Regions from separate parts of the Mus musculus genome. Here region 2 is linked to region 1. Evidence: chromatin contacts called from public HiChIP or PLAC-seq data. All regions are on one chromosome and are shown on one strand. Each heading gives the region's core, a stretch centred on a gene start, on an enhancer-like site or on the middle of the called end of the contact. The rest is flanking DNA. Distances are from core to core; before and after follow the strand shown. Region 1 holds the start of Lrrc20 (leucine rich repeat containing 20). Region 2 overlaps Lrrc20 (leucine rich repeat containing 20).

Evidence for each region. HiChIP or PLAC-seq counts read pairs in DNA pulled down with a chosen protein or histone mark.
Region 2: a contact with region 1 is called in an H3K27ac HiChIP or PLAC-seq map of trophoblast stem cells, with 29 read pairs. The contact joins the enhancer-like site here to the promoter of Lrrc20 in region 1. A contact is called at or near these places in 3 of 39 promoter capture datasets (the HPC-7 cell line, frontonasal cranial neural crest and maxillary cranial neural crest), 3 of 484 Hi-C or Micro-C datasets (bone marrow-derived dendritic cells, liver and muscle stem cells), 5 of 115 datasets of contacts at active chromatin or transcription factors (cardiomyocytes, embryonic stem cells, heart atrium and 1 more) and 2 of 9 other capture datasets (adipose tissue and pancreatic islet).

The regions. Positions count from the first base shown.
Region 1 is chr10:61,474,504-61,477,867 of GRCm38.p6, reverse strand. Lrrc20 (leucine rich repeat containing 20) reads right to left here and starts at 2,035. Exons shown (of 5, transcript NM_153542.1): 1 at 1,979-2,035. It overlaps D830039M14Rik (RIKEN cDNA D830039M14 gene), which reads left to right and starts at 1,187. Exons shown (of 1, transcript NR_166099.1): 1 at 1,187-2,641.
Region 2 is chr10:61,534,510-61,538,027 of GRCm38.p6, reverse strand. The region is part of intron 3 of Lrrc20 (leucine rich repeat containing 20); the gene reads right to left. Among named protein-coding and RNA genes, the nearest start is that of Npffr1, 59 kb to the left of the region's middle. Within about 2 kb of position 1,672, at least 166 of the 459 cell types and tissues checked have an H3K27ac peak or open chromatin away from gene starts, as enhancers often do. A contact at or near this core is called in adipose tissue, cardiomyocytes, heart atrium and 3 more, where this site is marked.

The DNA.
Region 1 (3,364 bases), core at 786-3,285:
CCTAGAAGCAGGAATACAGTCAATCTACCACATAAGGATGGTGGTGGCAGAGAGTCAGGGAGAAACAGGAGCAATGGGCCCACATGGGCCCGACACATAGGCCCATGCTGCTCCCGTACAACCAGGGCCACCTATCCCAGACTCTGGATAGGGGAGACTCAGAAATTTTCAAGGAAACTAGACATGGTGGCAAATACCTATAACCCCAGCACAAGGAAAACTGAAACAGGAGGACCCCAAGTCCCAGGTCAGCCTGAGCTACAGAACAAGACAGCTCACCTGTGCCCTCCCACCACCAGTTTGTAACACAGCCCCAGGATATGTTTAAATTTGAAATCTTCTGGTCACCATCTATAAAAGCCATGCTGGACAATAAAGAGAGAGAGAGAGAGAGATTGGGTGTGGACTAGAATGATACTGCAACCACAGCATTTTTAAATTGCATGTCTATTAAGCTGCACTTATAGCTCTCCTGGGACAAACCAGGCCCACTGGTTGGACATGCCTGATGATACAAACTTCCCACTGGGAGACAAAATGAACCAGTTATATGCCTGCACAGCCTGGGGGTGAGGCCTGTGGCATGACCCCAGAAGAAGGGCCCATAGGGTGCCAGCAACAGGTAGATAAAGACAAGCCACAGAGAAGGCCTGCGGTCTGTTCCAGACCTCTGGAGGCCTTCCTGAGGAGCCTAACTAATGCAAGCAGAATTCTGGAAAGCTCTCAATGTTGTGGGGCAGCCCCAGTTGTGAGATGGAAACATCACCTTCCTCAATGAAACTGTTAATAAAAATTAACTGAAAAAAAATCACTTCTAAGAAAAGACTCTGCAAGCCATTAAGGGCTTCCTGCATTAAGCCAGGACCAACTATTAGGTCATCAAACAAGGACAGACAGGAAGTTTGCATATAATAAATTGAAGGTGAGTGTGCTATTCTGCTTTGAGGAAGCTATGATTGTGAACACTGTATAATTTCTCTGGCAGATCTGAAACTGATCTCACCTAAATTCCAAACTTGGGGCTGAGGTATTTAAACCTTGACCATGGCAATGACCCAGTCTTTAAGGGTCAGAACTCAACTTCATTATCTGCAGCCCTAAGATCTCTGCAAAGGAGCCACTGCGACACTCCGGCCGCACCAGCTGGTCCTATATTTAGTTACTGTTGTGGTCAACTGGGAACTTTAGAGCCTGGCAGCCGCTCTGCGGGGCAACCGGAGCCTCCGCAGCCATGCGCACGATCTGCCCCACCGCTGGCTCCGCTGGCTCCAGACAGACTTCGGGACCCTGCTGAAGCCAAGAGCTGATGTGGCGAGGTAAGGGGCACAATGCTAATCACACCCCAACAGTCCCAAAGGTCCACTCGAGACCAGAGCAGAGATGACCCACTTTCTCACCCAGGGGAAAGAGCCCGCTGGGGCAATGAGCTGGACACGTTGGCGCCTGGTTTCGCAGCTCAGCTTTAGAGTTGGGGAGCCCCGCGTGAGCATCCTTAGACTGTACCGACAGTACACAGTGGCCAAGGACAGGATCCCTGGACCCCATTCTCACAGCCAGTGGCTGCTCGTCTCCAGCCTCGCGCTGGCCTGGCAGACAGGAACTGGGACAAATGGAGCAAGCAGAGGGGGGACGCTGGTGATCGCAGAGGCCGGGGGCGTCCCACGCTGCCAGGGGCGGAGAGGCACACTCCCAAGTGACATGCGCAGCTGCCTCTCCCGATGGGCAAGGGCGTCTCACTGGGGAGACGGAAGCCGGGCTGTCCGAGAGCTCTAACCACGAGCCTCCCACTACCGCAAGCGATAGTCCATGACCTCTGGGCACCGCCCGAGCCATGACTCGGTGCTACCAGGTGTGCTGGGGGAGGGGAAGGGACACGGCCAAGCCCAGTGCTTTCCCTTCTGCCCCTGCCACGCTCGGCCTCTGGCCACCGTTATTCAGCGCGGCGCGAAGCCTGTGGGCCGCTGGAGGCAGCACTTACGGCGACAATGCGTCCTAGAGCCCAGCGCCCAGCACTCACGCTCCCGCGGCGACCGACGGCACCCGGTGCAAGTTCTGAGCCCGAGGGGCGGAGCCAAAGGGGCAGGGAGCTCAGCGCGCACGGCCGCTCAGCCAATAGTGACACCAGGATACGACCCAGGGCGGGGAGGGGCCAGCGCTCCGCCCGCGCGCACCAATCAGCGCGCAACTCCTCCTGCGCGCTCGGGAACCAAGGGAGGAACCGCTTTGTGTGGAGTCGGCAAAGCCAGCGCGCTAGGGGCGGGGCCCTGCATCTTCTTGTGTAGGATGCTTCTCCAGGCTGGATTTTATTTTGTTTTTAATTCCACGGATGAGCCGGGTTCAGCAGATCGGGGAACTTTGGAAAACGCAAAGAAACGCTAATTGAAGCCGCACTGTAACTTCATCTCTTCAGACTAAAGTAAACATGGAACTAAAGTCTACCTGCTTCACGGGTCGCTGTGAGAACTGATGAAGGGACTGTGGAGTCCAGCGCTGCTGCGACGCAAAAACACAACTCTCACCTCAAAGGGGATCAGAGATGGCTTATCCTAGAGCCAAATAGGAGCGACCCTAGCCCGGGAACACAAATACAGGTTATTCCATGTCCCAACATGGTAACAGTTTGATAAAAATTGTGAATTATTTTGTGCTTTTTTTTTTTTTTTTTAGTTATTTTATGCGTGTTTGCCCGCGTGTGTATTTGTGCACCACCTATGTGTCTGGTGTCCTCAGAGGCCAAAAGAGGGGTCAAATCTCCTGGGATTGGAGTTGCAAACAGCTATGAACCATCCTGTACATGATTGGACAACCCTTGCAAAGGAACGGTGTAGCTGTCTCTCCAGCCTCTTAATGAAGAACAAAGAAAAACGTAAAAACAAGGCACTTTTCAATTGTATTGGTGAGGATATCAGGTAAACAGGCTACAGCAAAGGAGAAAAAGATCTCAGCTATAGGCCCCAGATGCTAGCCTGAGAGCATTCTTAGCCCTTTGGTTGATCGGAAACTAGAGATCTGTTCTTGCACTCTGACTTACTGGATAGTTACAAAGATGTTAAGCCAAGTAGAGGGCAGAGCAATCAGTAGTTGTTAAAGGACATAAAGATGCCACAAAATGCCAGTCTGGCTCTGGACCTGCAACATTTTAACCCTTTTGTGTCACTAAATTTCTAGTCAGTAAATCAGACTAGCAAAAGATGCTGCTGTTCTTTTGAGTAATTTGTATTCACGGCTGCCAGACTAGCCACCAGGACCACAGCTTCTAAAATGTAGCCACTTCACAGATCTCCTGTTGTGTAACAGTTTCCAAAAACACTGCTTCCTGTAGGAAGCTCCTTAAGCAATAAGCACTTAAAATAGCTTTGGGAAC
Region 2 (3,518 bases), core at 423-2,922, 61 kb before region 1:
GAGGGAACTGGGGTAGGGGACTTTAAGATGTAGAACCAGTGTTCCAGGTGTGCCACACATGCCTTTAATCCCAGCACTTGGGGAGGCAAAGGCAGGCAGATCTTTATGAGTTTGAGTCTACAGAATGAGGCTCAGGCCAGCCAAGGCTATGGAGAGACCCCGTCTCCGAAAGTGGGAAGTGGGCAGCAAGTACTGTAAGACCCCCTTTCGGGGACCCCCACTCTAGTCTCGGGAGTGTGAGAGCACCCAAAGAAACACGAGGACCCACTCGCTGTAATTACATGAGGACGTTTAATTACGGAGCTCCGGACCGGCATGAATCCCACACAGGAGATAACAGATGCCCGCCCCAAGGCTCAAAAGCCAGGGGCTTTTATGGGGTAAGGGGCTTAGGGGTGTGGAATTCAGCATAGTGACACACTATTGGCTTATTCAAACATTAACAGAAAGAACACAGTGCATCAGGACTTTGTTCCTGTGGGCTGGGGGCTTATCTTTTTGTTCACATAACAACCAGTTGATGTATATGACTTTACTCAGCGCCAAGGGGTAACAGAAAGGAGGTTCCAGCCAGATGGTGTGAACTTAGATAATGTAGCCCCATTTGTCCTTGAATACCTTTTCATCGGGACAGTGGGCTCTTAAACAACTCACAAGTTACAATATTTTATCTTCCTTCAGTACACGGTGTTTATTATGGGGAAGGGAGTGCAGAGGGGGAGGCTATGAACCAAGGGACCTGTGCCTTTCTTGCAGGGTGGGATAGTTCTCAAGAGTGTGAGTCACTTTACAGAGAAGCTACCCAATGCAGCGACTCCCTCTTAGCTACACTGTGATGCAACCAGGCAGGCACCCTAGCCAGGACACCAGGGCGTTACTGTTCAAGCCACTGTAGCCGCCTCAGTTGGGAGCCAAAACCTCTTCACTTTGTAAATTTCTCAGCTTTAGGTGTTTCGTTAGGACAACACAAAACAGACTGGTGGAAAAGGAACGAGTAAGGCTTAGAGAGACCCAACTGGGGCCAGCAAAGCTGTCTACTGTTCCACTCTATCTTCCATATGGCCTGCTCTGGGGCCCTGTGGGGTTTTTGGTTTTGTTTTGTTTTGCCTACTGTTTCTATGTCAGAGAAAACAGCCCTAGCCACTTGATCTGATTGTGTTGACATTCCTTCTACCTAGACATGGCCAGAGGCCAAGGCCTGGCTTTGCTCTTCAGCCTAGGATCACAGCACCCAGGTGACTTGCCCAGTGTCTTCTGGCTGAGGGGCTCAGGTCTGAAGGACTGTCTTAGGGGTCAGAGCTAGACTACTTGGGAATCCCACGAAAGAAGAGCCTGCTGCATACTGCTCTGGAGCTACCCCCGGTGCGAGCAGCCCCAGCGGTGACAATCCCTTGCTCAATGACCCCCTCCTGCCTGCGAGCTATGGTATCTAGTGTTTGTCAGATGAAACCTGCCTTCGGCAAGTTCCTCTTATCCCTCCTGACTCCGCTATGCTTTGGACCGCTGCCAGGGCTGACTCCCATTAACCCTGGAGGAAGAGAAAAACAGCCGATTCCGTTGGGGGGGGGGTGGCAGGGGGCACGGAAAGGCTGGCCTTGTATGTGACAGCACAGCTGCTCTGTAAGGGCATGTGCCAGCCTACCCGGCAAGGTTCAGCCAGCGAGGAGGCTCTGACCCGGCATTCCTGAACAGCTGTCCCTGCCTACTCTGGCAGAGCTAGGCGTCAGTGGGGCAGCTAAGCGTCCTTCCAAGGGATGATGCGTGCTGCCAGGTGGGACACACCCAGCTTCCGGTGGGTGTCAAGTCAGAGAGGAAGCAACAGGGCAAGCTTCCAGGAAACACACTCCCGACTGAACTGTGGGGACGGCCAGAGGGCCTGTGAGTAAAAGAAAGTATTGACTGTTCTGCCACCAGAAAGGCCTCTGTGATGGCTGGTATATGCTTGGCCCAGGGAGTGGCACTATTAGAAGATCTGGCCTTGTTGAAAGAAGTGTGTGCCTGTGGGCATGGGCTTTAAGATCCTCCTCCTAGCTGCTTGGAAGTGAGTCTTCCACTAGCAGCCTTCAGATGGAGATGTAGAACTCTCAGCTCCTCCTGCACCACGCCTGCCTGGATGCTGCCATGCTCCCTGCCTTGATGATAATGGACTGAACCTCTGAACCTGTAAGCCAGCCCTAATTAAATGTAGCCCTTATAAGACTTGCCTTGGTCATGGTGTCTGTTCTCAGCAGTGAAACCCTAACTAAGCCTCATAAAGGTAGTTTTGTTAGTGCTGTTCTCATGTCATATTGCCCAGGAGTGACTCATATGCCCTAGGCAGCAGAGGGTGGCCTTGAACTCTTGATTCTTGAGTCTGTATTTTCCAAGTATTACCACTACAGGCATACACCACCATGCCAGGTTTAGCGGTGCTGGGGATCAAACCCGGGGCTTTGTGCACACCCACAGGAACATTCTACCAAGTGAGCTACATCCCTAGCTAGACCAGCATCCACCGGAGTTAAAGAAATAACTAGAACGTAAAAGGATACATGTATGCTTTTCTAGTGAATGGTCTCAGCCCCACCCTCTTGCTGTATGACCTTGGGCAAATTCCTTGTGCTCTCTGAGAGAAGGGAAGAATATCAGGAGAGCTAGAAACACGGTGAGGGAGAGAAGAGGAGGCAGAGGCAGAGGGCAGGGAAGAGGTGAGAGGACTGTAACGATTTTAAGCAATTTATACTTGGAAGGGATTCACAAAGATGTCTGCTATGGGACGCTGTAAATGTCACTAATACTAGATAAATTTCTATTTCATGGGCTAGCAACATCTCAAGAGCTGGCAGAGACAGCTGCTGCTGGGCAGGGAATTAGATTTCGGGGGGTGGGGGGAACGAGAGAGACTTATTTCCCCCTATTATTCCCTTTGACTGGACCACTGCATTGTGTGTCTATTGCCTATTCAAAAATAAACAGGCAGACAGGACCCATTCTTTCAAAGGATGTGGTGGAGCTCTGCAGATGTGGTGGGGCTGGGAGCAACCAAAGGGAAATGGAAAGGGGTGGGGGAGGGCACAGCACTGAGGGGCCTGGAGCACAGCAGCAAAGGAAATCTGTGCAGAGAGCTCAGGGAAAGGGGGGGGTGGGGATAAATGCAAAGTCCTTTGTCACTCAGGGGTTGGAAAATGTGAGCTTGGGAACTGAGCTGGAAGATAGATAATTCAGTCACACTGGCCCTGTTTTCTGGGTGTGTCCTCCCCCAGTGTTCTGGGTGTGTCCTCCCCCTGTGTTCTAGATGTGTCCCTCCCCCTGTGGGCCACCACACTGTCCCTGTGTACTGGGGTGCTCCCCCTGTGTGCCAGCACACTGTCTTTGTGTTCTGAGTGTGCCCCTCCCCCTGTGTACCAGCACACTGTCCCTGTGTTCTGAGTGTGCCCCTCCCCATGTGTACCAGCACACTTTCCCTGTGTTCTGAGTGTGCCCCTCCCCCTGTGTGCCAGCACACTGTCCCTGTGTTCTGGGTGTGCCCCACCAGTGCC